Regions from separate parts of the Muntiacus reevesi genome. Here region 1 is linked to region 2. A link is a contact called in public Hi-C data. All regions are on one chromosome and are shown on one strand. The core of a region is the stretch at or near the end of the contact, and the rest is flanking DNA. Distances in the headings are between cores, read along the strand shown. Region 1 holds the start of TMED4 (transmembrane p24 trafficking protein 4). Region 2 holds the start of CCM2 (CCM2 scaffold protein).

The links. A called contact is a pair of places that touch in the nucleus more often than the background predicts.
Region 1: a contact with region 2 is called in a Hi-C map of muscle, with 4 times the contacts expected there. The contact joins the promoter of TMED4 here to the promoter of CCM2 in region 2. A contact is called at or near these places in 2 of 3 Hi-C or Micro-C datasets (blood and muscle).

The regions. Positions count from the first base shown.
Region 1 is chr6:72,893,707-72,898,811 of mMunRee1.1, forward strand. TMED4 (transmembrane p24 trafficking protein 4) reads left to right here and starts at 3,451. Exons shown (of 5, transcript XM_065939710.1): 1 at 3,451-3,648; 2 at 3,842-3,942; 3 at 4,055-4,180; 4 at 4,617-4,763. The coding sequence starts at 3,522.
Region 2 is chr6:72,658,608-72,663,511 of mMunRee1.1, forward strand. CCM2 (CCM2 scaffold protein) reads right to left here and starts at 2,994. Exons shown (of 10, transcript XM_065939435.1): 1 at 2,800-2,994. The coding sequence starts at 2,829.

The DNA of each region.
Region 1 (5,105 bases), core at 2,201-4,700, 240 kb after region 2:
GAATTGTGTCAAAAGGGTATAGCAAAACAATGTTTTTTTTTTTTTAATGCAAAATAGGTGTTCAAAAAGTATTTATTAAGTCGCACTAAATGACATTTTTGAAGTTCAAGTAACGGAATGTGGCAGAGCAGCGCTTGAGCCCAGATCTGCGAAAACAATGTTTTATTGGAGAATCTGAGCATTAAAAAGGGTAATGGGTTTAATGCACTGAAACACACTGTCTTACTGTAAATCCTCACTGGCTCTAGATTTGTTTGAAGGATATACCAAGGGCAGAGAAACATGTTAAGTGTCACATTAAGAAACAATCAACCAAATTCAGAATGTGGAAAATTCTACGGGTCAAATGATCAAATTGCTTCAATAAGTAGATAGCATCACCATCATCAACAATGGAAAGGGAAGGGGAATTGCTTATCCAGATTTGGCTTCCTGTGGTCCACAGCAGTCTGAAAATATTAAATAGAAAATTCCAGAAATAAACAACTCATCAATTTTAAATTGCTCACTGTTCTGAGTAGTATGGTGAAATCTTACTCTGTCCTGCCTGGGACAAGAATCATCTCTTTGTCCAGGCGTATCCTGCCTGTTTATAGCGGCCCTCTTAGTTATCAGGCTGGCTGCACCACTATCACAGTGCTTCGGTTTAATTAACAATGACCCCAAAGTGCAAGAGTAGTGATGTTGGCAATTCAGGTAAGTCAAAGAGAAGCTGCAAAGGGCTTCCTTTAAGTGAAAAGGTGAAAGTTCTCAGCTTACTAAGAAAAAGAAGTCTTATGCTGAAGTTGTTAAGATCTATGTTAAAGGGTGAAACTTCTGTGAAATTGTAAAGAAAGAAAAATTCTTGCTGGTTTTGCTGTTGAACTTCAAACTGCAAAAGTTACAACCACAACATGATTCCTCCTTAGTTAAGATGGAAAAGGCATTAAATTTGTACAACAAAACTTTCTGATACCATATTCATATAACTCTTATTACAGTATAATGTTCTATTTTGCTATTAGTTATTGTTAATTTTTCACTGTGCCTAACTTATAAACATTACCATGGGTATGTATAGAATAAAACACATGAGAGAGAGATTTTTGGCACAGTCTGTGGTTTCAGGCATTCACTGGGAGTCTTGGACCATATACCCCTTAGACAAGGTGTGACTACTATGTATCAAAAGAGGTTTAAAAGATATATAAATGAATGTAGTAAATAGACCTTTTTAACAATCCAAAGTTTATTGAGATGGAGTGGGGGGAACTGAAAATATACTAAGTACTAGAATTATTATTTTTTTTTAGTACTAGAATTATTAAAGAATTATTTTTGTTTTGGGTGTGATAATGTTATTTTTAACAGTCCTTATTGGCTAGAAATACACTGGAATATACCTATATGATGTCCAGGGAATCTTTAACACACTTCAGGAAAAAAGTGCAGAAATGGATAAATAAAATAAGACAAAATTTTGATTGTTGCTGAAACTGGTTGCTAGTATTTGAAAGCTCATTGTTAACTATTCTATGTGTTTGGAAATTCTCTTAGTAAAAATTTTAAGACAAATTTTCAACCTTCCTTTGCTCTAATTCCACACCCAGTGAGGACCTTTCTGGCTTCTTTTTTGCCTTCCTCTGTCCCACAAGAGGAATGCTCTCATTAGGAGATGTAAACATGCCTCATAGACCTCCTCATTCTAAGTTTTCTTCAAGACTTTTCCTCAATTTTCTTAGCCCAGATATTCATTCTCAAGTTGCACCAGTTTGCTCAAAGAAAAGAAGGTGAAGGACACAGAACCTTGGAAAAGGGAGGAAACTGCACAGAGATCATCACTTAAACAAGAAGACTGTCCCCTATTGAATTTGGATGAGATCACAAGTTGTTCTCACGACTGACTGCTGAATGTGGCTAGACTGTGACTTCTTGTCCATTTCATTAAAGCTGAGCCATATGCTAATATTTAAAAATCAGATTTCATACTTAAACTCAAATTTCCAGCTTCTGATAAAAGAGATCTTATTTTCCGTCCTCACTGCACAACTGCTGCTGCTCAGGGTTTCCTTGTAAAACTTCTTTAAAGCCACTAGGATATTTGCCTTGGTTCAATCCCACTTTTTAAGAGATAAATAGGAACATATCCAACACTAAGCAGATTCCTGGGTGGGGAAGACCCTTGGAGAGGGAAATGGCAACCCACTCCAGTATTCTTGCCTGGAGAATCCCATGGACAGAGCCTGGCAGGGTACAGTCCGTGAGGTCGCAAGAGCCGGACACGACTTAGTGACTAAACCACGGTAAGCGCGGTAAGAATGATTTTTACAGGGTTTGTGTTTAGGAAGGATGGGAAGCAGCAGAACAAGCTCTGGGCCCCCACTTGCACTTGTCATGGGCCCATCAGACCCAAGAGGCTGGATTTTGTTCTGTTTCACATCTCTCTCCACTCTGAGCCCTAAACCACCGTGAGACAGTGGAGCAGACCCACAGCCCGAGAGACTGCATGTTCCACATCTTCACCTAGAAGACAATGAGCAGCTGGACAAGTTGAGAGAGAACAATAAGGGCTGGAAACAGAGGCGGAGACGCCGCCGAGCCTCGCCCTTTTGGTGCAGTTCTAGTGACCACTGGACCGTCTCTATTTGTCCCTCTTCCCACACATCTCTCACCTTTAGCCCAATCTCCACTTTCTCTTACTGGTAAGCACCCCCGGGTGACTATCTGTGAGCACTTCGGTGTATACCCCTAGCAGAGGAGTGTCAGAAAATAATCATTCCAACACTGTCATCTCAAGCAACAAAACCGATAAACTCCTAAAATCTGGAACACCTAAACCTGTTGGCGCCTCACGGCTTGGAATACCGTTTCCTGTAGGTCTGTTTGGAGCCCCACCCAGGTGAGGCCTCCACCCCGAGGTCAAGGCTTCCAAAGGCTCGGTGAGCCCCTATTCCTGGCGGCACCGAATGTGCCTGAGGCTCCTACACGATTTCTCACACCGGTATCCGCCTAGTCGGAGTCTCGTGAACGGTCTGTCGGTCCGGGGACTCCGACTTTCCTTTCCTCGGTGGACCCCGAGTTCGGAAGCCTACGTCGACCCAATCTTCCGGATACGGGACTCAAGCCCCAGCGCAGGCTGACGGGTAAGCAGCAGGGGCGAAGGGGTTGTGAACATTTCCGTACGCTTGCTCTGCCACGCCGCGTTTGCTGGGAGCAGGGCGCAGGCGCGCGCATGCGCACTGAGGAGAAGCAGCTTTTTGGTTGTTGACGGAACCCACTACGCCTCCAGAGAGAGGGAGGGACCAGTCAGTCTCCGGGCGTCCTGCGTTTGCGCACTCTCCCCTCGGCCCTGTAACTTGGCTTAAAGGACGCGAGCGGGGCGGGGCGGGGCGGGGCGGAGCGGACGCAGAGCGGGAGTCACCGCGCAAGCGCGTCCTGCGCCTGGTCGTTCTGCGTCGTCAGGGAGTGGGGCGCAGGTGCGCGCATGCGCACTGGGCAGAGGGCGCGCGTTGGCAGGTGTCTCGGCTGGGCGTCGGCGGGCAATGGGGTTGCCGGCGTTGCTGCTCCTTGCTCTGTGCGCAGCAAGCGCCCGGGGGCTTTATTTCCACATCGGCGAGACCGAAAAGCGCTGCTTCATCGAGGAAATCCCCGACGAGACCATGGTCATCGGTCAGGCGGGGCGAGGGTGGATCGGGCCCTGAGTTGTCCCCAAGACGCCGTCGGGCTCTCCGCTCGCAGCGGCACTCTGAGGACGCGGGACGGTGACCGGGCGAGCAGTGCCCCCTGCCTGGCGTCCCGGGAGCCGCGGAGTGTGGGAGCCGGACGGACTAGGCGGGTTGTGACAGCTCTGTCTGTTCCGCAGGGAACTACCGCACCCAAATGTGGGATAAACAGAAGGAGGTCTTCCTGCCCTCGACGCCCGGCCTGGGCATGCATGTGGAGGTGAAGGATCCTGAAGGCAAGGTAGGGCCACCTTCACTAGAGCTCTTGGGTTGGACAGAACTCATAAGACACGAGCTTGCACTTGGCGAGGTTAGAGTAAAGGTGTGGGCTTTCACTGACTGCTCTGTTGCAGGTGGTGCTCTCCCGGCAGTACGGCTCAGAGGGCCGCTTCACCTTCACTTCCCACACTCCCGGTGACCATCAGATCTGCCTGCACTCCAACTCTACCAGGATGGCTCTCTTTGCTGGAGGCAGACTGGTAACAGTTTTCTCTTGGCCATAGCTCAGAATCTGTCACTTGGTTCCAAAGTTTAGATTTACTAAAGAACCTGCCTGCCAACGCAGGAGACCAAGAGATGCAGGTTCCATCCCTGGGTCGGGCATATCCTCTGGAGAAGGGCATGGCAACCCACTCCAGTATTCTTGCCTGGAGGACCCATGGACAGAGGAGCCTAGAGGGCTATGGTCCACAAGGTCACGAAGAGTGGGACATAACTGAAGCGACTTAGCAAGCATGCACATCATTTGTAACTCCTTGTGGCACAGTTACAAGTAAGAAATAGACGTTGCCCGCCTGTCCCACAGGGACAAGAGTATGTTCCATAGCCTGGAACAGACCATCAGAGGTTGCATCACTTAGACATCATAATGTCACAATGACGCTGACTTTGGGGTCCAACCTTGTTTCCTCCTAGCGTGTGCACCTAGACATCCAGGTTGGGGAGCATGCCAACAACTACCCTGAGATTGCTGCCAAGGATAAGCTGACGGAGTTGCAGCTCCGAGCCCGCCAGCTGCTTGATCAGGTGGAGCAGATCCAGAAGGAGCAGGATTACCAAAGGGTAAGGGCATGTCACTGTACTTGGCCATGGCAGTTGACCTTTATACCCATTACACCTGGCAGTGTCTTCCTGGGGCTTTCCCTACTCGGGAAGCCGGCTGTTCAAAGACTGGAATGGAGGGTATCAGTGCAGGTGGCCATTTTTCAGCTCTGTAGAATGAAGTGTAGAGAGGACAGTTCACCCTCTAGCAAAATCCATTGCCTGCCTCCTTATTTTGGGATCTTGCTTTTTTTTTTCTTTTTTTTTGGGGGGGATCTTGCTTTAAGTGGTTTAAGAATGTGATTTCTGTTCTAGCAGAGAAGCTCATGGAGGGGCAGCATGTTACTTCCTTGGGGCACTCTC
Region 2 (4,904 bases), core at 1,744-4,243:
AGTATCAAAATTCATGGATCTTGGGTCTGTTCTATAAGGAGGCAGCCTTATTCTCCAAACCCTCAAGCAGGACTTGTGGTCTGAAAGGTACCAGTCACTCTGGGGACATTTAGGCAGGAGAAGGACCTCCGTGGTCACTCCCACTCCCCGGGTCCCAGGCCTCTGGCAGCTGGTGGACCTCTCTATCCACATGCTTATCCCTCAGGCCTCCCGAACTCCCCACCAGCTCCTCCCACGCCCCATCACCCAGCGCCTTCTACCGGGCATTACTGGCTCAAGTCATCCTCATCATATGCGCCAGGGTAGCCTGAGAAAGGACAGGGCTGTACCTGCACACTTTATATGAAATCCACTCTGGTCTACTGGTTCTCTGGCAGCTCGATGAGTCCTGTCCTGAGGAAATAGGCCACGTTAGAACAAGCCTGAATAACTGCTCGACAGAACACCGAGACAAGCATCTGAAGACCTGAAAAGCCTACGATGCACATTTTTTAAGGTTTAAATCTGCACTTTTTGAGGAAGCTAACGTGGAAAGAGAATTTAAATGTCCAAATGCTACTTTCATAAAACTATTAAGTCTTTATTTGCCGCTTTAGCTTGAATTTGTGTTAAAGCTTTAAAATAGAGAGCTCTGGTTAACTTAGCATAATGAGACTAACTTAAGCATCAAACTGAGTTGTATGTGACCTCACATTGAATGGGGGAGAGAGCAGGAAGATTCTGCTGGCTTGCAATTGGCTGAGAGTAAGAAATAAAGTGTGCTAAGTCGTGGCCTGGATAGGAATCTATGCCTCAGAGCCTTCTGTCTAGTCTGCCTGTGGGAAAATGGGCTAGGGCAGTGGCAAAATACAGAGAAAACACAAAATTCCTGGCTTAGGCAACTATGTAATAACAAACTATCTCCTTTAATAAACAATGTAATGTATTAATCTTCTCTAGACTTAAATCTTTCCATTGCCCCCAGTGATAAAATTCTTGAGTTTCACTGGTTTTTTACTTCTAGTCCTAAAACTCAGGAGTGTCTTACCACTTTTGTCTCTCTCAATATGCTGAATATTCAAATATTTCTTCCGGAGCTGGTAGAAAGTTCTAGAAAAAATTCAGTCATTCTCATCCTTCCCTGTCACAGACAGGCTAGTACCCACTTGAAAGGAATAATTCTCCTTAGCAGACAACATTTGGACTGACTATGGAAGATACCATGTGGCTAGGATTGGTCCTCTTCTAGAACTGAGCCAGCTAATCTACAGAATGCTGGCAGCCAAGAGTGCTGGTGACAGGCCTTCTCCTATAGGGCCCTGGCCCACCTGCCTATCTATGACAGGGAAGGATGCAACTGACTGCATTTCTTACGGAGCCTTCTATCAGCTTTGGTAGAAACATTAAATTCAGATTTCTCCCTTTTTGGTGGGCAGCATCCTTCTGTGGTCAATTGCTTACAGAATCACTTTCTTGGGTTGTTTTCCAGACTTAAACCAACTTTGCGGGTAACTGCAACTGATACCGCACTTCAATTTAGACAGGTGTGCTAAAAACATAACAAAACAATGAGTAAATAAAGTGAGAGAAGCAGAACACGATCTCCTGAAGATCATCTGGCTGCACTTCATTTGAAATACCTTTTGAAATGGGGCCCCTTGTGATGAGTAATCCTCAACTGAAGGACACAGCTGGCTCTGAAGAGCAGAAAATCAAAAGATTTATAAAGGTCTGTTTTAAACTTGTGCATAAAAGTGCACATACGTAAAAATGAAAATAACAAGTAAGACACTTGGGATTATAAAGCCTGTACTTAAGAAAGATACATTTCATTGAAATCCACTTTTCATTTCAATGATAGCTTATCCCATGTGGTTATTTGTCTCCTTGAAATGTTGAGTTTCTTTATCAATTACTCGAGCCTGTAATTAAAGACAGTTTAAAAAGTACACAGACTAAGGAGCCTCTTGAACTATGTCCTAAATCCAACTGCTAAATGTAACTGAAATCGCTCAGCTGGTACTAGGTAGAGCAAAACTCAGCCCGCGCCGGCAGAAGCGTGAACCGGCTGTATCATGAAGCAGTTTTTGTTTTTACTTGATACTCCAATAATGAAGTCAACTAAGCAGCAAATGTTTCTACATTAACCTTACGCCCCATTTTCTAAAAGACACTAACCCTAGAAAACTTTCTGGCCCATAACCGGGGCCAGCTGCTCTGCAGCCCCTGGTCACTCACCCGCCGGGAAGGCCATGTGGAGAGCCTAGGTTTGGGGGAGAGTCACTGACCGGAAGGGGCGGAAAGGCGTGGCTCCTTCCTCCCCCACGCGCCCTGCAGGCAAAAGACCACCTAAACCCATTGTCCAGGGGCTCGTCTCCTACTCCAGCGCGGAGACTGACTCCCGCGACCCAGTCCCGGACCCGACCGTGCGCCGTTCACCTGGGGACCCCGGCGTGCCCACCACGCTCACCTCCAACAGAGTGAGCCTCCGGGCCTCCCAACGCCGGACTTCCAACCTGGGGCCTCCCCACGCCAGACTCCCACCTCGGACTTTCCCGTGCCGGGCCTTCCCACGCCGGACTCCCGCCCTAGACCTCCCCACACCGAACCTCCTAAATCAGAACTCCCCTCCACGGACCTCCCAAGCCAGACTTTCCCACGCCCCGTACCGGCCGACCGACGGGCAGCCCCGAGGGACCCTCTCAAGTCCCCCGAGCCCTTCCCCGCCCAGCCCCAGCCCCTCAGCCTTCCGCCTGCCTAGGTCTGGGGTCCAGCACGCCTCCGGCTCAGCCTTCGGGCGGACGCGCTCTGAAGGCTCACCTTCTTGCCCTTCTTGCCCTCTTCCTCCATGTCTCCGCGAGCGGCCCCCGCGGCCTGGCCCGCCCCGGGAGCGCCGCGCCGCCCGCTGCCGCTACATGCTCGCCCTGGCCCCGCGGCCACCGCCGGTCCTGCGCCGCTCGCCCGGCCGCAGTCTCCGCCCGTGGCCGCCAGGGGCCGTCCGCGCCCTGCACCCCACACCCCGCACTTCCGGGCCGAGGGCGCGGCCCCGCCCCCGCAAATACGCCCCGCCCCGTGCGCGCACGCCCCTTCGGCCCACACGCCCCGCCTCCAACCCTTCAGAGCCGCCGAGAGCTAGCCTGCCCTCCCCGCCCCTTCAGGACGCGGGAGCGCGTCTGTCGCGCCCCTACCCACCACCCCCGCCACGCCCGTCTGGGAGGGCCGGAGCGCGCCTGCCCCGCCTTCAGCCCGTCCTCCTGCCCCTCAGAGCTACAGGAGCGCCTCCAGCTTTTCAAGTCTGCCGCCATCTTTACGGCAGCCAACTTCCCAGCCTGCCTCGCGCTCAGGGAGAGGGAGCTAGGGCCGACAGGAAGCGGAGGGCGGGGCTGGCGGGACGGGTGGGACCTGTGGGGAAGGTAAAGCGCCGGAAGAAGGTAGGGCGTGGGGCCTTGGGAGGGGGCCTGTGGGAGGGAAAGGCGGAGCTGACGAAGGGGCGGGACCGGCGGAGAGGGCGGTGGGGATAGAAGGGCGGGGCTTGCGGAACCGGGAAGGCGGGAAGCCAAAAGCTGGGCCTGCTGGAGGAGCCGGGCCTGGGCGAGGGGCGCAGGACCACTCCCTTTTCTTTTCTCCCTTTACTTGCCATTCCTGCAGGCACTAGGAAGACTGCCTATGTTCCAGACTTCCTATACAAATCCTTCAGGACAGTTTAAATGCAACAGAATACGTCCGAACCCTATAGAATAGAACTTCGAACTTTAACCTGTCACCTAGAAGTTCAGTTCAGTTCAGTCCAGTCGCTCAGTCGTATCCGACTCTTTGCGACCCCATGAATTGCAGCACGCCAGGCCTCCCTGTCCATCACCAACTCCCGGAGTCCACTCAAACTCATGCCCATCGAGTCAGTGATGCCATCCAGCCATCTCATCCTCTGTCGTTTTCTTCTCCTCCTGCCCCCAGTCCCTCATAGCATCAGGGTCTTTTCCAATGAGTCAACTCTTCGCATGAGGTGGCCAAAGTATTGGAGTTTCAGCTTCAGCATCAGTCCTTCCATGAACACCCAAGACTCATCTCCTTCAGGATGGACTGATTGGATCTCCTTGCAGTCCAAGGGGCTCTCAAGAGTCTTCTCCAACACCACAGTTATTCGAACTTTAACCAGTCACCTAGAAGTACTTTTACAATGAGATCCGGATGGATTGGTTTGCCCAAAAGTACACTGTAAATTGGAGTTAGCTGCAGCAGGCCCACTCTTTTGCCACAACTCAGCTGCCAGTAAGAACCTTGCAGCACAGGTAGCATGTAAACTCACACGAAACAAACCACTAATTGCCTCAACTGATCTTTTTTAAGAGTATTGCTTCCTGTGGCAGCTGTCAGTAGATTATCTCTCAGCTTGACATTCACTCTCAATTCTCATCGCAGGATGGAGCTTGGCCTTTTGAGCATTAGTCCTTTGCCGAGTAACCCAGTGTTTGCTTTGCCAGGAGAAACTTCTTGGAGACAGTGTGAGAGGGAAGGGGCTTTGTTACCTAGATTCAGTGAGTTTTCTTGGCAGGCACATGCTTAAAGAAGCCTCTGAAGCGTACACCTTCCTACATCAGGGGTAGTTTCTCCTACTCTGGGTTCTCCCAAGCACTTGACTGCAGTGGGGGCCTGCCAGCAACACCCAGCAGCCGGCAGATTCCTTCAGCACTCATCTTGAGAAGTTTTATATCCGGAGTGGTCAGCAAGACCCACTCCAAGAACAGTTTTCCCGGCACTCTAGAGCAGAGGTCCCCAATCCTCTGGGAGGCCTGTTAGCAACGAAGCCACCACACATCAGGGGGTGAGCAGTGGGCCAGCAAGCCAAGCTTCATGTGCCTTTCCCGTGGCTCCCCACTGCTCACAGTACTGACTGAACCATCCCCGCTACCATGCCCGTGGAAAAA